2 separate regions of the Rattus norvegicus genome follow, and region 2 is linked to region 1. A link is a contact called in public Hi-C data. All regions are on one chromosome and are shown on one strand. Each heading gives the region's core, a stretch centred on a gene start, on an enhancer-like site or on the middle of the called end of the contact. The rest is flanking DNA. Distances are from core to core; before and after follow the strand shown. Region 1 overlaps Crtc3 (CREB regulated transcription coactivator 3). Region 2 holds the start of Crtc3 (CREB regulated transcription coactivator 3).

Region 1 (3,569 bases), core at 699-3,198:
CTGTATGCACACCTCTTCCTTGACCCAGGGATCCAGGCATGCTTCCTGGAGGCTGCTGGTCCCAGTCAGGAGAGTCAAAGGAAGGCAAGGTTCTCTCAGACTAAAAGCAAGGGTTTGTTTCTTGGCTGCTGAACAGACAAGTCAGGGGCACTGAGAGCCTAGAGTAACTAGGAAAGTCTAGGCCCGGGGCTGGGAGGCTAGCTCAGTTGGTAAAGTGCAAAGCCCCGGATTTAATCCCCACCACCCAGTAAAACAGGCATGGTGGTCACAAGTCTGTACTCCCAGCACAGGGAGGTAGTAGGAGAACCCCAAAACAGTTCAAGGTCATCCTCAATTACATGGCAAGCTGAAGGCCAGCCTGGGCTACAGGAGACCCTGCTTCACAAAGGAAGTTCGAGCCTTGTTGGATTATTATTTTTAAAGGCAGTCAAGTATTTTTAATCAAGTTAATTTAATAAGAATTTATTCACACGCTCAACAAATAAAAACTGTAAGATTGAGAGTGTGAGCACCCTTTACTCCCTTCCCCTTCTTGCTTCCTGACAGACAGCCAGGGTAACAGCCGAAAGAGTCCTTACCTAAGGCCTATGTATGCACAGCAAGTAGGAGCAGATGGCACTTCTACCCCTCTCTTCTAGCATGGATAGTAACATATTACACATTATAGCTTGCCTTTTATGTACCTCCTCAGCTGTGTGTGAATGTGTGAGGAGGCCAGACAGAGGTCCACACTGGCATCTCTGGTCCACTGCTGCTCTTCTGAAAGACTCTCACTGCTCTGGAACTTGCTAAGCAGACCGGCCAGTGACTCCAGCACGCACCAGCATACCTGGCTTTTGTGACTGTTCTGGGGATTGAACCCGGTTCTGCTGGGTTTACTGAATTACTCCAACCTCCTTTTTATTTTTTTAATTTTTTTTTCAATAATATGGATTAAATTCAGGGTTCTGTTCATGCTGGGCCAGTAGCCTACTACTGAGCTAACTCCTTGTCCTTACCACTTGCTTTTTAATTTTATTTTTATTTTTTGACATGTACTACTTTTATGAGAAGGTTGGACGGGGCAGTGTGGAGGGCGGGCACACACACGGCAGCCCCCGTGCAGAGGTCAGAGCACTCCACGAGTGTTCTGGTGACTGAGTTCAATCGTCAGGTCTGGCAGCAATTGCCTTTAACAACCAAGCTACCTTGCCTTAGCCATTCTTGCTCTTCCACTAAATTCCTGGGTTCATTCCGGCTCTTAGCTTCTGCGCTCCTCCTTCTGTCTTCTTTTCTCTTCAGCATTCCTTCTGCTCCAACCTCCAGAGAGCTGGGGTGGTAACACCAGCCCTTTGCTGTCTTTACACATGTCCACACCCTCAGTGGGGTGCTCTCCTCCTCACTGACCATGTTGGCTGATTGCTCCAGGTCCTGCAACAATGACTCCTGACAGCGCCAGGATCTCAGCCCCTTCCTCTTCCTCCTCTATTGGCTCTTCCCATGAGCGCAGCCACGAAGGCGCTCACACGTGAAGCTGGGGGAGGGGCAGGGCAGAAGGATTCACCATTCTCCCTGCTAAGCATTCTTCCAAGCAACTAAGATTCCTGGTATGGAGGTGCTTCAGCTCCCTGCTCAGCTCTCAACTCCCAGCCTCCCTTTTTTACCCCACTGAAATTCCCAGGGCACCACAGCCTTTCCTGATGCTAAATACTAATGGGCTTTTCAGTGCCTATATCACTGACATCTCTAAAGTATCTGACATTGGGATGTTGTGCTTTGAAACCTGTTCCATGATTCTATGACTCCTACTTCCCTGTCTCTGCAGACTTCTGAATACAGAAGCCATCCTTCAAATGCTAAATTCCCCAGGAAGTCACACAATTCTATCAACAGCTCAGATCTCTCCAGAGCTGCAGACTGCTATCAACAGCCTGAGGGCTGGGTGCCTGGCACTTCCCTGGAGGTTTCTGTCCTTTAAATGTCACTGTGCGGCTACCCTCTTGCCCAGCACTGACTTGTCACTTTGCACCCCCTTAGGCAATGGCCCCATGGGGCTGCCTAACCCCCAGTGTTTGGGGTCCCTCTCCATTTGGATCACGAGCAATGCTGCTTACACGACCCTGTGTCTTCCACACCTCCCTGATCTTTAACAACGTTTACCATCCCCATCGTATCTGAAACCGCCTTGAGATTTGTTTTAATAAATAAAAAAAATTATTTTTGATTGTTTTGAGACAAAGTCCCACATGTGTAGCCCAGACTGGCCTGAAACTTACCAGATCCACATGGTATGACTCCATGCTGAGCTATAACTGACTTTTGGTCTCTATTCTTGTCACCTCCTACCTTACTTCCACAGTGCAGTCAGAATAAGCCCCTAAAACATGAGTCTAATGACACTACTTAGCAGTGTAAAAGTTATTAACAACATAATCTTTAAAAATACTGTCTGGGGACTGGGGATTTAGCTCAGTGGTAGAGCGCTTACCTAGGAAGCGCAAGGCCCTGGGTTCGGTCCCCAGCTCCGAAAAAAAGAACCAAAAAAAAAAAAAAAAAAAAAATACTGTCTGGGTGACTTCTCTCTTGCTGCGATAAGACACCAAGACCAAGGCAACTTAAGCAGGCAGAGTTGACTGGAGGCTCTGTTTCAGAGGGCCAGGTTCCCTGCCCATCTTGGCAAGGAGCATGGCAGCAGGCAGACAGGCATGGCACTGGAGCAGGAACTAAGAGTATATTTAGATCCACAAGCAGGAGGCAGAGAGTTAAGTGTAAACTGTATGGGCTCTTGAAACTTCCAAGTCTGCCCCTTTTGGCAAACCTCCTTAAACAAAACCATAGCATCTAATCCTACTCTCTAACAGTTCCACTAACTGGGACCAAGGATTCAAATATGTCAGCCCATGGGGGCCATTCTCATCCAAACCTCTGACACTCCAAATAAGCCTAAAGCGAAAATAAGATAAACTTGAAAACCACCGTGGAAATAAATGTTCAATAGCTGGGGGGTGGGAGGAGGGAATTGAAAAGCCACATGAAAGTAAACCAATATTTACAAATGTAATATAAACCTACAGTAATTAGTCAAAACAGTGTGGCAGGGGACAGGGGTAGACACATCAGTAAAGAGGAAGCCAGCAGGTGGCAATGCCTGCAACTCAAGCACTGGACCAACTGTGCTACATCCCCAGCCCCACAACTTTTTTTAAATTTGCATGAAAAAAATCCTATCATATAATCTAATAAATAGCAAACTGTGAAAATACTTGCAACTCAAATCACAGAAAAATGGCCACATCTTTTAAAAATATAACACCCAACCACCAAAATTAAGGGTAGAAGACAATGTCATGAGGATAAGGATAACATAAAGCCACAGGGGAGATGCACATTCCATTTATAAGAAAAAGCAAATCAAAGCTACACAGAGGACTGGGAGAGCCTGCTCAGTGGGTAAAGCACAAGGAATTACATCCCCAGCTCTGACGCACAATGCTGCCATGGAGGTAAGCACCTGGAGCCCCAACTCTAGGGAGGAAGCAACAGGTTGATGGCCAGACAGACTAGCCCCAGGAGGGGGGGGGCTCAAAAAC
Region 2 (3,313 bases), core at 411-2,910, 45 kb after region 1:
AAGCCTGTATATGCCAACTGGTAAGCAGGAAGCTGGTCAGGGCATATGGACATTTTTTTTCCCCTTGAAATCTTCAGGCTTCTGTATCTGCAGATATCTGCATTCTGTACCTACCACTTATCCCCCCATATATATGCTTCAGTGCATCGAGAATGAAAGCAGTTCACTCTGTCCTTACTACACCGAAAGATAACATTATATAAATACGATGAATGGCCTCGGTGCAGGGGACTGTAACAGTGAATGGTGTGAACTGTATTTATGGCAAAACAGAGTTCATACTCCACTTGCGGGTGGTGACTGACATTCGAGATCGTTTCCAGCTCTCTTAATTTTTAAAGTAAGTCAATTTGGTTTATGCTATAGATTTATGTTAGTTTAGTTTATATTAAGTTTATGCTCAAAGAAAAAACTCCTGATTTAAACCCTGGCAACAGATTTTGGGTTTTTTTTTGTTTTTGTTTTTTTAAGTCCCAAAACAACACAGTGTTTGGTGGCCAAAATATAGTACGTCTGCACCTCAGGAAGCAGGGAAACAACCAGCTTGCAATCTGCTCTCACCCCCAGAATCTTCACAGCCTCCCCCATCTGACAATGTGCCTTCAAGGCCAGCACTCAGAATCCTCAAGGCTGCCCACACACGTTGACCCTCTGCGGTCTGCACCAGACACTCCTGCGCTCTCCATCCTCTGCGGTCCGCTCCAGTTGTCTAGCCTCCCAGGTGTTTGCCCCGACTCTCTCTTACTCATTCTTCTGAGTCCCTCCGTGGTCACCATCTGCGCTAGACACCCTGTCAGTTCTCACTAAATATCTGATGCTGAACAAATGCACCGGACCACGTAAAGCACCTCCAAGAGGCGAAAGTGGGAAAGCCACCGAATTACATCGTGGTACCAAGGCCCGCTGCCACTCAGGGGCCAGCCGTCGATTCACTTGTGAGTGCACCGAGCCTTCCCCTCGGGGACGATGTGCGACCCTCAAGCCCCCGAGGCCTTCCACGCAGAGAGCCAAGGGCTCGCTAGCGGTGGGTGTCCACTGAGAAGCCGCACCGCCCGAACCAGGCGCGCCTCGGTCCGGCCTCCGAGCTGCAGCTGCGTGCGATTTCCTCTCGGGGTCATCCTCCCGCTTAGGCCGCCCGGCCCCGCTGCCCGCCTCCCCGGACTCGGCCGTTTCCAGCTCACCGCACCGAAGGCCCGTCCACCGAGATCGCAAGCCGCATTTGGTGTCGCCAGGCCGGCAAGAACTGAGGCCGCGGCCCCCGCCCGTCCCCGCTGCCGACGCCTCCTCGGCCGGGCGACCTCTCTCCTGCCGCGCGGACCCACCCGCACCGCCCGCGCCAACCCCGAAGCTCACCCGGGACAGGGTGAGGTCGGTCATGAGCTGCTCGAAGGCCCGCGTCTCCTCGGCCTGCCGCTGCGTGTGCAGCGCGATCTTCTCACTGAACTTCCGCGGGTTGGCGCTGCCCGAGCCGGGCGAGGCGGCCATGGCGCGCGCCCCGCGCTAGCGGGCAAGGCAGACGGCAAGCGTGGGGTTCCAAGGCTCGGCCCACCCGCTCGGTCCGCAGGCCGTCCAAGCCGCCGCCCGAAGCCTGTCCTCCGGCGCGACCCGGCAGAGGAGCCGCCGCGGCCCCAGAGCCAGCAAGCGGCCGGGAGCGCGCCGAGGTCCGCCCCCGCGCGCCGGCCCCGCCCTCGGCGCGGCCCGCCCGGCCTCCGGGCCCCGAAGCCCGGCCTCCCCGCCGCGGAGCCGGGCCTCGGGCGAGCGGACCAAGGGCTGAGCCCGCTGTCCCCAGCCTGCTTCGGGACTTCTCACACCTACATCCCATCAGCAAAGCTAAGCCGCGCCTATGTGTGAAAGCCGCTGAGTACCACTCCCCACATCCCTCAGTGTGGATATGTACGTATGTACATGTGCGTGCAGACACCCACGGAGATCCCACTGGTCTAGGAACTAAACACCAGTCCTCTGCGAGAGCGGTATGTACTCTTAACTGAGCCATCTCTCCAGTCCCTTCAACTGTGTTTTATGTGTTTTAAAACAGCCTCATCAGGTTTCCCCTTTTCAGCCCAGAAGCGCTTCCAACATAATTGTACACCAACATGTCCTGGAGAGTGTTGAGCAGAGGACTGTGTTTTGTAAATTAGGACGCATTAGAGACATGCGGAGAAGTACAGAAAATAACATTAATAACGCCCACACACCTCATGATTAAACCATCAAAACATTTTTGCAGGGCCTGGAGATGGTGTTCAGCTGTAGAGCGCTTGTATGTCAAGCCTTAGGCCCTTGGGTTTGATTCCAGCACTGCAAATAAAATTTAAAAGGCATTTTGGGGCCAGCTAAATGACTCATGTAGAAGCAGATAACTGACTCCTGAAAATTGTCCTTTGACCTCCACACTCGGGCCGTGGCGAGCACATACCTAAATGCACACATACACATACAAAACTTTTTAAAAGTCATTTTGCTTCATATGCTTGGAGTTTATCTTTTTAAAAAGCCCCACCTCATTCTTCTTTGTCTCCATAAAAAGTAACTATGTTTATGGTGATGTCAATCATTACTGTTCTTATTTTTCAAAATTAACACATACTGATTGTGCTGTTCTCTCTTTGATTGTGAATGATTTATTAATCCAGTTACTCTGTGTGAAATAGGAAGTTTTATGTTTAAAATTTATATAGAAATGAGGCTATTATGGCAAATGCCTGTAATCCCAGCAGTTGGGAGTTGGAGGCAGGAGGATCAGTAGTTCAAGGTCCTTCTTGACTACATAATGAGAAGAAAGCCACCCTGAGCTATACAAACGCACAGGCATGCATGTGTGCTGACATCCGCCAAGCTGACTGGTGGCAGCCAGAGAACAGCTGGCAGAAGTGGGTTCTCTGCTTCTACTATTCAGGTTCCCTGCATCTTACTCAGGTTGGTGGCAGGCACCTTTACCGACCGAGGGAACTCACCAGTCTCTAGATTGTTTGGTTATAATTAGGCTTATGTGTCTGCTGTATGTGTTTAGTCTACTCACCATGCTTCTTTTCTTGCTCTGTATTTCTTAATTTGTGTGTGTGTGTGTGTGTGTGTGTGTGTCTATATGTTATTATTTAAATATTTAGTTTACCTGAGGTTATGTGCAGGATCTGTGCATAGGAATCCTAGGTAGCCAGAGGGTGACCTTAGATCCCCTGGAGCTGAAGTTACAGATGGTTGTGAGCTGCCATGTGGGTGCTGGGAACTGAAGCCTGGCCCTTTGCAAGTGCTCCTAACCACTGAGCCATCCCTCCAGCCCATCCATAATTTTTCTTTACATGTTGCTTTC

Evidence for each region. A called contact is a pair of places that touch in the nucleus more often than the background predicts.
Region 2: a contact with region 1 is called in a Hi-C map of psoas muscle, with 1.9 times the contacts expected there. The contact joins the promoter of Crtc3 here to the enhancer-like site in region 1. A contact is called at or near these places in 6 of 12 Hi-C or Micro-C datasets (hepatocytes, kidney, liver and 2 more).

The regions. Positions count from the first base shown.
Region 1 is chr1:144,017,588-144,021,156 of GRCr8, forward strand. All of the region lies in intron 2 of Crtc3 (CREB regulated transcription coactivator 3), which reads right to left. LOC134483746 (a long non-coding RNA gene) reads left to right here. Exons shown (of 2, transcript XR_010060631.1): 2 at 1-3,569. Among named protein-coding and RNA genes, the nearest start is that of Crtc3, 45 kb to the right of the region's middle. Within about 2 kb of position 1,949, at least 2 of the 93 cell types and tissues checked have an H3K27ac peak or open chromatin away from gene starts, as enhancers often do.
Region 2 is chr1:144,062,628-144,065,940 of GRCr8, forward strand. Crtc3 (CREB regulated transcription coactivator 3) reads right to left here and starts at 1,661. Exons shown (of 15, transcript NM_001427241.1): 1 at 1,354-1,661. The coding sequence starts at 1,485. It also overlaps the pseudogene LOC103691178.